Linked DNA regions of Delphinus delphis: region 2 is linked to region 1. The links are chromatin contacts, called in public Hi-C maps. All regions are on one chromosome and are shown on one strand. Each heading gives the region's core, a stretch centred on a gene start, on an enhancer-like site or on the middle of the called end of the contact. The rest is flanking DNA. Distances are from core to core; before and after follow the strand shown.

The links. Hi-C and Micro-C count contacts between places; a contact is called where the count stands out from the background.
Region 2: a Hi-C map of lung shows a contact between it and region 1, with 4 times the contacts expected there. The contact joins the promoter of MANF here to the promoter of CISH in region 1. A contact is called at or near these places in 3 of 3 Hi-C or Micro-C datasets (lung and muscle).

What each region holds. Positions count from the first base shown.
Region 1 is chr10:66,594,305-66,598,791 of mDelDel1.2, forward strand. It overlaps CISH (cytokine inducible SH2 containing protein), which reads right to left and starts at 1,736. Exons shown (of 3, transcript XM_060022585.1): 1 at 1,588-1,736. The coding sequence starts at 1,607. The region is part of intron 2 of MAPKAPK3 (MAPK activated protein kinase 3); the gene reads left to right.
Region 2 is chr10:67,062,542-67,067,235 of mDelDel1.2, forward strand. MANF (mesencephalic astrocyte derived neurotrophic factor) reads left to right here and starts at 2,011. Exons shown (of 4, transcript XM_060022593.1): 1 at 2,011-2,148; 2 at 2,904-3,031; 3 at 4,046-4,187. The coding sequence starts at 2,064. It overlaps LOC132432336 (a long non-coding RNA gene), which reads right to left and starts at 1,745. Exons shown (of 3, transcript XR_009520875.1): 1 at 1,592-1,745.

The DNA of each region.
Region 1 (4,487 bases), core at 486-2,985:
GCTGGCCTCAAGACACCAAATAATGAAACCCTGGGCCCTCCCCTAAAGGAGAACTCATAACCCAAAGTCATAAAAGCAAAGAATGTTAGGGGGAAGTCAGGGTCTGCCTGTTCCTGAGCTGAGTCTGCCAGGCTAAAGGAAGGAGTAGCGGGGAAGGCACCGCAGGCTGAGATGATGGTATGGGTAAACACTGACAGGTACTGCTTACGAGGCAGGAAGAGGTGGGCAGGAACTGGCAGCAGGAGTCAGGCAGAGGAACCAGATCTGACAGTGTAAGTTATACAGTGTAGGTTATAGGTGACTCTTAGAAGATTTTAACAAATCAGGGGCCCGTGACCACTCAAGAGAAGGGGCCATAAGACCCTAGCATACCACAGCCTGCTAATACTTTTCCACCCCTACCCTGGCTGTACTACGGGAGCTCAGGAATCCCTGTTGGGGAGCTAGAGGCTGAGTTTCAAGGAACTGGTTGATGGCCTGCCTGCTGGAACCCAGAGCTCAGCTCAGGCCCAGGAGCCTTCTAGGAGTATGGGAGGTGTCATTGTCGTGGCGGTGGCTGTTATGTTCCAGGTGTGGGTGGCCAGTATGTGTGTGTGCCTGCTGTGGAGCCCAGCCTGTGAGTTCTGCCTGGGCACATAAGCCAATGAGGCAAACTCAGCCCTAAACGGGGATCCCTCAGCAAAGCTGACAACCCATACCTACAATTGGGAATCCCTGCACCCTACTTCAGGAGGGCACCAGCTGGTCTGTGGCTGTGTGTGTGTGTAGGTCTTAAAAATCTTGCTTTCCCTGCTGTGGAGCACCCATTCACATCTTCTTTCATTCTCCCTGGAACCTTCTGAGCTCCTGTCAGATCAGTTTGGAGAGCATCAGACCCTTGGTTGAAGGGGATCCTGAGGCTCTGGCCAGAAGGAATGTGCCAAGAATGCTCAGCTGAGGCCAAGACTCTGTCTTATCAGTCCCCACCCCACCCCCACATTTTGGGAAACTTGGAGAAGGGAGGCAGGAGCCAAGGTCCTTCTCACATTGGGATCCCATTTTGGGCTGAGGGCTGAGGACATTGTGGGGGTACCTCAGGCAGGACTGGGCCAAACCTAGGCTCTCCCAACAGCTGCTTGTTCAGCAGGTGCCAACCAGGGGAGAGGCAAGGATCTCAGGCTGGCTTCCCAAGAACAGCCTAATTGCTAGCCGAGGCAGGAGAGTGGATGACAGGACAGAGAAGGGCAGGGGCTGGCCCAAGGTCACAGTAGACTGTTGGGCCGTCAGGCTAGGATAGAGCGCTCCGGGCCCAGACGGCTGGGCAGGTGAGCCACGCCTTGGAGGACGCGCTGCCTGAGGCGTCTACGTTCTCCCACGCTTAGCCCACCCTGTTTCTCCTGTCGCCAGCCAACCCCCAGTTTCCCTACCCACAGTGCCAGTAGAGGTGGTGACGATGTTGTCACCCTTCCCTGTTGTCTCTCTCGAGGTCTTTCCGCGCTCGATCATTTCCGACCGGTCAAGCCCTCTTAATGCTCGGCAGCTAGCACGAGGCCAGTACTCTGCCGCGTGCCGGCGCAGAGCTGGGCGGGGGCGGAGAGCCGCGCTTACCCCTGAACGCAGAGGACCATGTCACGTCAGCGGCAGCGGCTGCTCCGGAGCTGGGGCTCGGCCTGACGGCGGCTGCTGGAGGGAGCCAGTGGGCGCGGGTCGCGCTCGCAAGGCAGGCTCCTGGGGCGCACGAGCGGCGGGTCGGGACTGAGAGGTGGCGGCGCGGGCCGGCCGGGAGGGCGCGTGGGGCGGGCCGGGAGGGCGGGGCGAGCAGCCTAATCTTTTGTCCTCTGTGTCCCAGCCCTTCCCGGAAGCGACGTCTTCCTAGAACCGCCGGCTGTGCGGCCGGGCGGGGAGGGGTGCAGGCGAGGGAGTCGGTTCCCTGGTCTGCGGCCGAGGGCCGCTAAAGGAAACACCTTTGACAGATTTCCAAGAACTTTCCAGGAAAGTGGGGCGGGGCTCCGCGTGCCGACCAATCGCAGCGCAGGAGGTGGAGCCGAGTGGTCACGCAGGGCCAATTACAGCGCTTGGACCCGAGGCTGACGTGACCAAGCCGGGTTGAGAGTGACCTAGAGAACATTAGGGAAAGTCCAGGTTGAAGAGGGCTAGGGAGGTGCAGGTGCTCTACCTACCGGAGCCCAGATTTCTTTCGGGCACTCCGCTTCGTTGGGAACAGGCCCCCTTATCTCTCTGTAGAACCGGTGGCAGCACGAGGGCGCGGTCACCGGCCTGTCCGCCCAGCTAGCGGCTCCTCCAAGGCGGTCTGTCTGGTGTGCGGGGGCCCCCTGTGGGCTGCACTTGGACCCCTGGACTCTTGTTTCTGGGGAGGTGGGTGGCAAAGGGTGTGGTTTGGAGAGGGACATTAGGGGAGGGAAGGGGTACAGAGGGAGTACTCAGATACGCGCAGCTTCACGGGGGTCAAGCCTGCGGCCACCGCAGCCAAGAGGATCCAGGCGAGAACGTTTTCACTGAGAGCTGGGGGAGAAGGCACCATCCCAACCTTTGCACCAGGCAGGGCCATCCAGTCTCGGCCCCAGCCTGTCCTCTGGCCGGCCCTCCAATCAGGGAAGAAATGACTACCGACTTGAGGGGCAGGCAGGCCCCCAGCTCACCCCACAGGACAGTTCACATGTGTCTCTGGGTTGGTGGGTTCCCTAAAAATGTGGGAGAGAGACCTGGAGCTCCAAACACCCAGAGATAAACTGAAGGTGGGGGGTAACGGTAGAGAGAAGGATCAGTGACACCCCCTCCCATCTACATGGAGCACTTGATACATTTGATTCTCAACAGCTGGTATTACCCCCATTATGCCGAGCCCCAGGGAACAAAAGTCAGAAGCCCATGCTCCTACCCTTGATCCTCTCCACCTTTTCCCAGTTCACTGGACTCACCAGGGAACATCTTGAAAGACCATAGGGGCTGCACACACCTCCTCTAAGCCCTTGGACCAGAAGGAGAGGGAGAGAATTGGAGAAGTGGCAGGGTCCACTCCCCCCTTCCAACTTACCGGTGTGTACCCCCAGGTTCCCCAGAAAGAAGGTAAGCTTCAGATCCCCTAGCAGGGATGACAGACTCCTGGCAGGGTCCAGAAGCCTAAATGGCAGTATCCAGGTTTTCCCAAGGCAGACAGGGCTGAGCTTGCCCTGCCTGGGAGGGGATGGAAGACAGAGGGGGTCCAAAAGCAAAACCCCGTGAAACAGGACAAAATGACAAAATAAACTGGTTAAGATGAGAAATGACTTCAGGAAACCCACTTCTCTGTAAATTTCCTGAAGGGAAGTTGAGCTTCAGTGTTGCCCCACCAGTCCTCCTGAGTAGGCCAGAAGCTGCTTGCATGGGGTGGAGATGGGTGTAGAGACCTCATTGCCACTTCGATGGCTGGGGCACCTGGAGAGCCCAGCATGGAGCCCCTGTATAAGGTGCCGTTCCTCCAGTAGGAACTGTCTACTGCTCCACATTACTAATGAAGACAAAGGGGCTTCACAGCTGCCAAGCAACAGAGCTGGATTTGAACCTTGGTCCCCCTGGCGACAAATCCCAAGCTCTCTACCCCGAGATTGCCCTTTCCCTCTAACTGTGATTACTTTACTGAATGCTTACTATGTGCCAGATGCTCTCAGCAATTTCCAGCCCCATTTCATTGCCTAACTACTACATATTGTCCCCTCTTTACAGGTGATAAAAATGAGGCATAGAGAGGGTAAAATATACCCTAGATCTCACAGGCCCAACCCCATCCCCCACTTCCTCTCTAGGCTCCTATTATAAGCCAACTCCTAGACATCCTTCAGGATCCAACTTTCAGGTCCTCAGTGAAGCTTCCCTGCCTTCAGGACAGTCAACATCAGGGCACCACAGGTGTCCCCTTGAAAGCGCCCCCTACAGAAGTCAGTGACTGTGCAGTTCTGTGTGTAAACTAAAGGACCCAAGGGTTTTGCCCTCCAACTGCCCTTTGTAAATTTGACAGCACTATGCACCTCCCCTGAATACTGGGAAGAGTGGTGTGCCTTTGTTTTACCTGAGGTGCCTGCCTCTGGCCATCTAATTGTCACCTCTCCTGCCCTGATTGCTGGGCCCACACTGCCCCCCAGTGGCAATTCCTCTCATGTGCCACATCTCCATGGATTCTTCCTTCCAGAAAAACCCCTCCCGTGCACCCGAGATTCTTGCTGCAGGATCTCTCTGCCCTTCCCCACCCAGAACAGACACAAAATGGGTCACAATAATATACAGCAGTGCCTTCCTCAAGGTCTGGCTCATTTAGTCTGTAAACTTTCATATGTGCAGCCTCTCCTCTCCCCAAAGAATAGTCCACATGTCTACATGTGTGTGTATATGTGTGTGTGTGTGTGTGTGTGTGTGTGTGTGTGTGTGTGTTGAGAGAGTGGTTTCAGCTGCCCCACCACCCCACCCAGGCACTCACTGGATTCCTTGGTCACTGTAAGCTGTTCCAAAGTTCT
Region 2 (4,694 bases), core at 761-3,260, 470 kb after region 1:
TTTATCACCATTGTGGGTCCTTTCTGATACTTCAAGGGTGACTCCAAGCAGAGTGGGTCAGTCCTGGCAGGCCTGGACCATCTGGTGTTCACAAGTGTGACAGTCGGGGATTAGCTCTGGATTTCTTAGGTAGGAGGGCATATTTAGGTTTTAGGGCACTTCTGAACCTCAATCCCTGGACAAGGCAGTCCTCACATAAGAACATCTACCTTCTCCACCTGGTGGCATGGGAGGGTAGAGAGTGGAATGTGGGTTCATTTGGCCTTGCCTCATACAGGGTGAGCCCAGTTTGTTTTCCCTCTCCATTTTCCCTAATTCCATGAAAAGGACATGATCCAAATTCCTTTCACTGGAGAATCAGCCAGTCTGAAGGGAAGTGGGAGGCAAGAGATGAGAATCCTCTGAAAAGATTGTGAAATACTGATTTTCATTCTTTCAAGCTTATTTGTAAATACCTATTTGAATGCTGTGTATTTGTACAGGAATTTGAGCAAAAAATGTATAGAGTGTGATGTCCAATTGGTATTCAGCCCTATATAAATGTGTTTTTAACCTCTGGCATTCTGTGCTTATTTAAAATAAGAAAACTTCTAACCATTTCTTTTGTGTATTTATGTTTAAAATAAGAAGCGACTTAAAAATGGTCTTACCTGTACCAGAAAGCAAAGTTAAAGAAAAAAAAATTTGTACTGGTGTCCCAAAAGGTATTTTACTGTATATATTGTGGTAGCATGTTCTAAATCCAACAAGTAATGTGAATTTTAAATGTAAATATCTGCCACCTTATTTCCCCCCTTTCCCCACTCCTTTGACTGCTGTGATGTGAATTAAAGATGAATACCTGACACTGACCCGCTGAATTCACTGAATTGGGAGCAGCGCAAGTGCCTCTCTCCAACCCTTGCCGCTGGGCTCCAAGCCCTTTTAGCCCCATAGAAATCTCCTTTCTGCCCTGAGCGCAAAGCCAACCTTTCCCACGTCCTGCCTTCAAAGACAGGGAGCCAAACCCTGCCCTGGATATGAGGGCAGCCAAGGGCCCTGAGCGCTCAGTGGGAAGCAGGAGGCGGCGTGCCAGCCACCTCGGCCAGGCTTCCGAGGCTTGTGAGGAAAAGGGGGGCACCTCTTACCAGCGTGCGGGACAAGCCTCCGAACCCCCGACCTCCCCACTCTGAGGCGGGATGCTTCTGATCCCAAAGCCACGCAACCAACCCTGGCCCGGGTGCCTCTCTGAGTTCTGGGAAGGCAGCCCGGAGGAGAGCCTTTCCTACGGGCGCCCCTCCAGCCCAGAGTCTGTCCACCCCGGCCCGGGTACCCCTGACAGCCCGCGCACCCCTGACAGCCCGCGCGAGGCGGGCTCCGGCTACCCGGGGCTCAAGCGGGTGGGTGCCTGAGCTGCTGAGGCAATTCGGACGCGGTCCGCCGGCCTCGCAGGCGCCAGAGCCTCCGCAGGGGCTCCCCAAAGTCTGGTTCCCCCCGCCTACGTGATCCTTTAAAAAAAGGTAAAAGGGGAAAAAAACCTCTTCGGAGCCTCGCCTGCGGCCCCCCGCCGTCCCTGCCTTGTTGGGTTACGGCTGGCCCCAGAGCCCCTGACCTGCGCCACAATTCGGAGCCTGGGCGGGGAGGTCCGTGGGTTTTTCGGGCCGGCTTGGGGCCCAGAACAGAGGGTACGCAAGCCAACTCAGCACGCGCGGTACAGCGCCCAACCCGACTTCAGCCAGCAACACTCCGCCTCAGCCACTGCCGGGTCACCTACCCAAGATGGCGGCCCGAGCCGCTTCCGCCGCCTCCACGGCCGCTTCCTGCCGGCCGCCCTGGTTCAATCAGCAGCCGACAACTGTCTAGGGCCGAGGGCGGGCGACGCCATCAGCCAATGGGGAAGGGCAGCGTGGAGCCGCCCGTCTGGGCTCCGAGGCGCGTGGACCAATGGAGGCATGGTGTGTGGGAGGGCGCGGAGAGCACCCACCAATGGGGAGCCACGGCGCGCGGCCCGGACCTGGAGGAAGCGGGGCTCTGCGGGCGCGGTGTAGTCGGGCGGTGGCGGCGGCGGCGGCGGGTGGAGGAGGATGTGGGCCACGCACGGGCTGGCGGTGGCGCTGGCTCTGAGCGTGCTGCCGGGCAGCCGGGCGCTGCGGCCGGGCGACTGCGAAGGTGCTGCGGGGTTGGGGGTCCGTGCGCTGTGGCCCGCCTGGCGGCGGCGCTGCCAAACCTAACCAAACCACTGAGCGGCCCAGTGGCAGGGGCTGATACGGGCGGGGGCGGCGGGGGCGGCCGGCCCCAGAGGGGTCCGCCAGAGGAAGGGCCGACGCCGGGCCTCTTAGAAAACATTTCCTGGGCCTACAAAACATTGGTCCGACGAGAAGAAGCTGGGACTAGATCGTGCAGAAAACTTGGCCTGAAATTGAGATAACGCTGGAGTTTTGGTCCTTTCCCATCACTGGGCAGAGGCTCCCGGCCAGGGGGCTCCCGGCTCCATGCCGGCCGTGGGCACCGCGCCTTGTCTGATGGGGTTGCGAAGCCGCACCTCGGAGTTCGGTGTTGTATTTGGAAATGAGCAGCATTTGGATCGCTGTTTTCTTCGGCCTCCAGTTTGTCCATTTATGAGGTCACAGTGAGTCCATTTCAAGGACACGTGTTCAGTCTCGGCTTAAACTTTATGGAAAAAGCAGGGAGGAGCCTTTTTTGGGTCATTGGGTGATGCTCGTTCCCCGTATGCCCTGGGTGAACCAGGGGGCCCAGCAACCCGGAGCGCGGTTCTGTCTACCTGTGGGCACCTGAGAAAATCGGTGATGGAAAAACTCACCTTTCTCCGTGTCTCCTATTAAAATTGCTGACGGAGTTCCCTCCTGGCGAATTGCGGTGCAACTTGGTGATTGCTGAGCATCTCCCTTCCCTCTCTTTTCCAGTTTGTATTTCTTATCTGGGAAGATTTTACCAGGACCTCAAAGACAGAGATGTCACATTCTCACCAGCCTCTATTGAAAAAGAACTTATAAAGTTCTGCCGTGAAGCAAGAGGCAAAGAGAATCGGTTGGTGAGTAGCTGTCTGACCTTCCCCAAGCTGGCCCTGGCCAGTGTTTGACCCTCTGCTTCACAGACCTCTCAGTAAAAGGCCCTGCCCACTTGTCTATTCAGGAGGCCAGATGTTCTGTCAGTTAACTAATGTGGGACTGAAGGGCTTTCTGTATTCTGCAGTTGTGATGTTACCCTCTTAGTACTGATTAAGCACCTACTGTGTGCTGGGCACTGGAAATACCAGGGGAGAGCAATGACAGGCAAATGATGCAGTGGGATGGGTGTCATGCAGAAAATGGACCAGGATGGAATGAGTGGGTGCTGATTTAGACAGTAGTTAAGAATTCTTCTGAGGGCTTCCCTGGTGGCGCAGTGGTTGAGAGTCCGCCTGCCGATGCAGGGGACACGGGTTCGTGCCCGGTTTGGGAAGATCCCACATGCCGCGGAGCGGCTGGGCCCGTGAGCCACGGCCGCTGAGCCTGCGAGTCCGGAGCCTGTGCTCCGCAACGGGAGAGCCACAACAGTGAGAGGCCCGCGTACCGAAAAAAAAAAAAAAAAAAGAATTTTTCTGAGAAAGGGTCATCATTGTGAAGGGGGAAGAGCATCCCAGGCAGAGGGAATAGCCAGTGTGAATGCCCAGAGGCCAGAGTAATCTTGGCATGTGTGAGGGTAGTAGAAGATTACAAAGTGTGCCCAGGGTAGGCCAAGGCTGAATTGAGGACAAGAGCCCTAATGAAACGATGGCTTTTGTAGCTTTAACTTCCCTGGCAGTCTCTGGTTTGTCTGTCTTTCTGTTTAAAGGTTTGAACCGTGGTGACTTTTAAATTCATCTGGTGTCTGTCGTCAGCTCTGGGACCAAGCGTGTATTAAGAGCCTGGGGTTTACACTGACTGAATCTGACTGCCAGTACAGGCGGGGCATGGGAAAATGAGGCCCTGGCAGAGAAAGAAGATGTTTTCAGATGTCAGTATGCTTTGGAGGAGACAGCTCTCAAGTGGCACCTCCTGAAGGCCATTGTCCTTTCTTGCTGCAGTGCTACTACATTGGGGCCACAGATGATGCAGCCACCAAGATCATCAACGAGGTGTCGAAGCCCCTGGCCCACCACATCCCTGTGGAGAAGATCTGTGAGAAGCTCAAGAAGAAGGACAGCCAGATCTGTGAGCTAAAATATGGTGAGTGTGGCCTTATTTAACCAACACCGAACCCACTCCTTGCTCAGGCATTAATGAAGTTTACTTTCTAGCTGGGGAAGGCACGTGATAAACTAGAGCCTTCACGAGTGAGTTATACAGCATGGTTGGTGGTGTTAAATGGTGGGGGCGGGGGGCAGTGCACAGACTCACCTTGCATCATGGTGGGTGGAGGTTAGAATAGGCCTCATCGAGGAGGTGACATTTCAGCAAACTTTGAAGGAGGTGGGGGATTAGCCAAGGGCATAACTAATGGAAGAGCATTTCAGGCAGAGGAAACAGGCAGTGCAAAAGCAACCAGTGGCATGACAGATGGGTGGGCAGGTCACAGAGGGCCTTGCAAGTTGGTGAAGATTTGGCTTTTAGTCTGAGGGAAGATGAGAATGTTGGTTTTCGGCCAGAGAAGGGATGTAGTCTGACTTGCCTTTAACAGGCTTGTCCTGGGCTTCCCTGGTGGCGCAGTGGTTGAGAGTCCGCCTGCTGATGCAG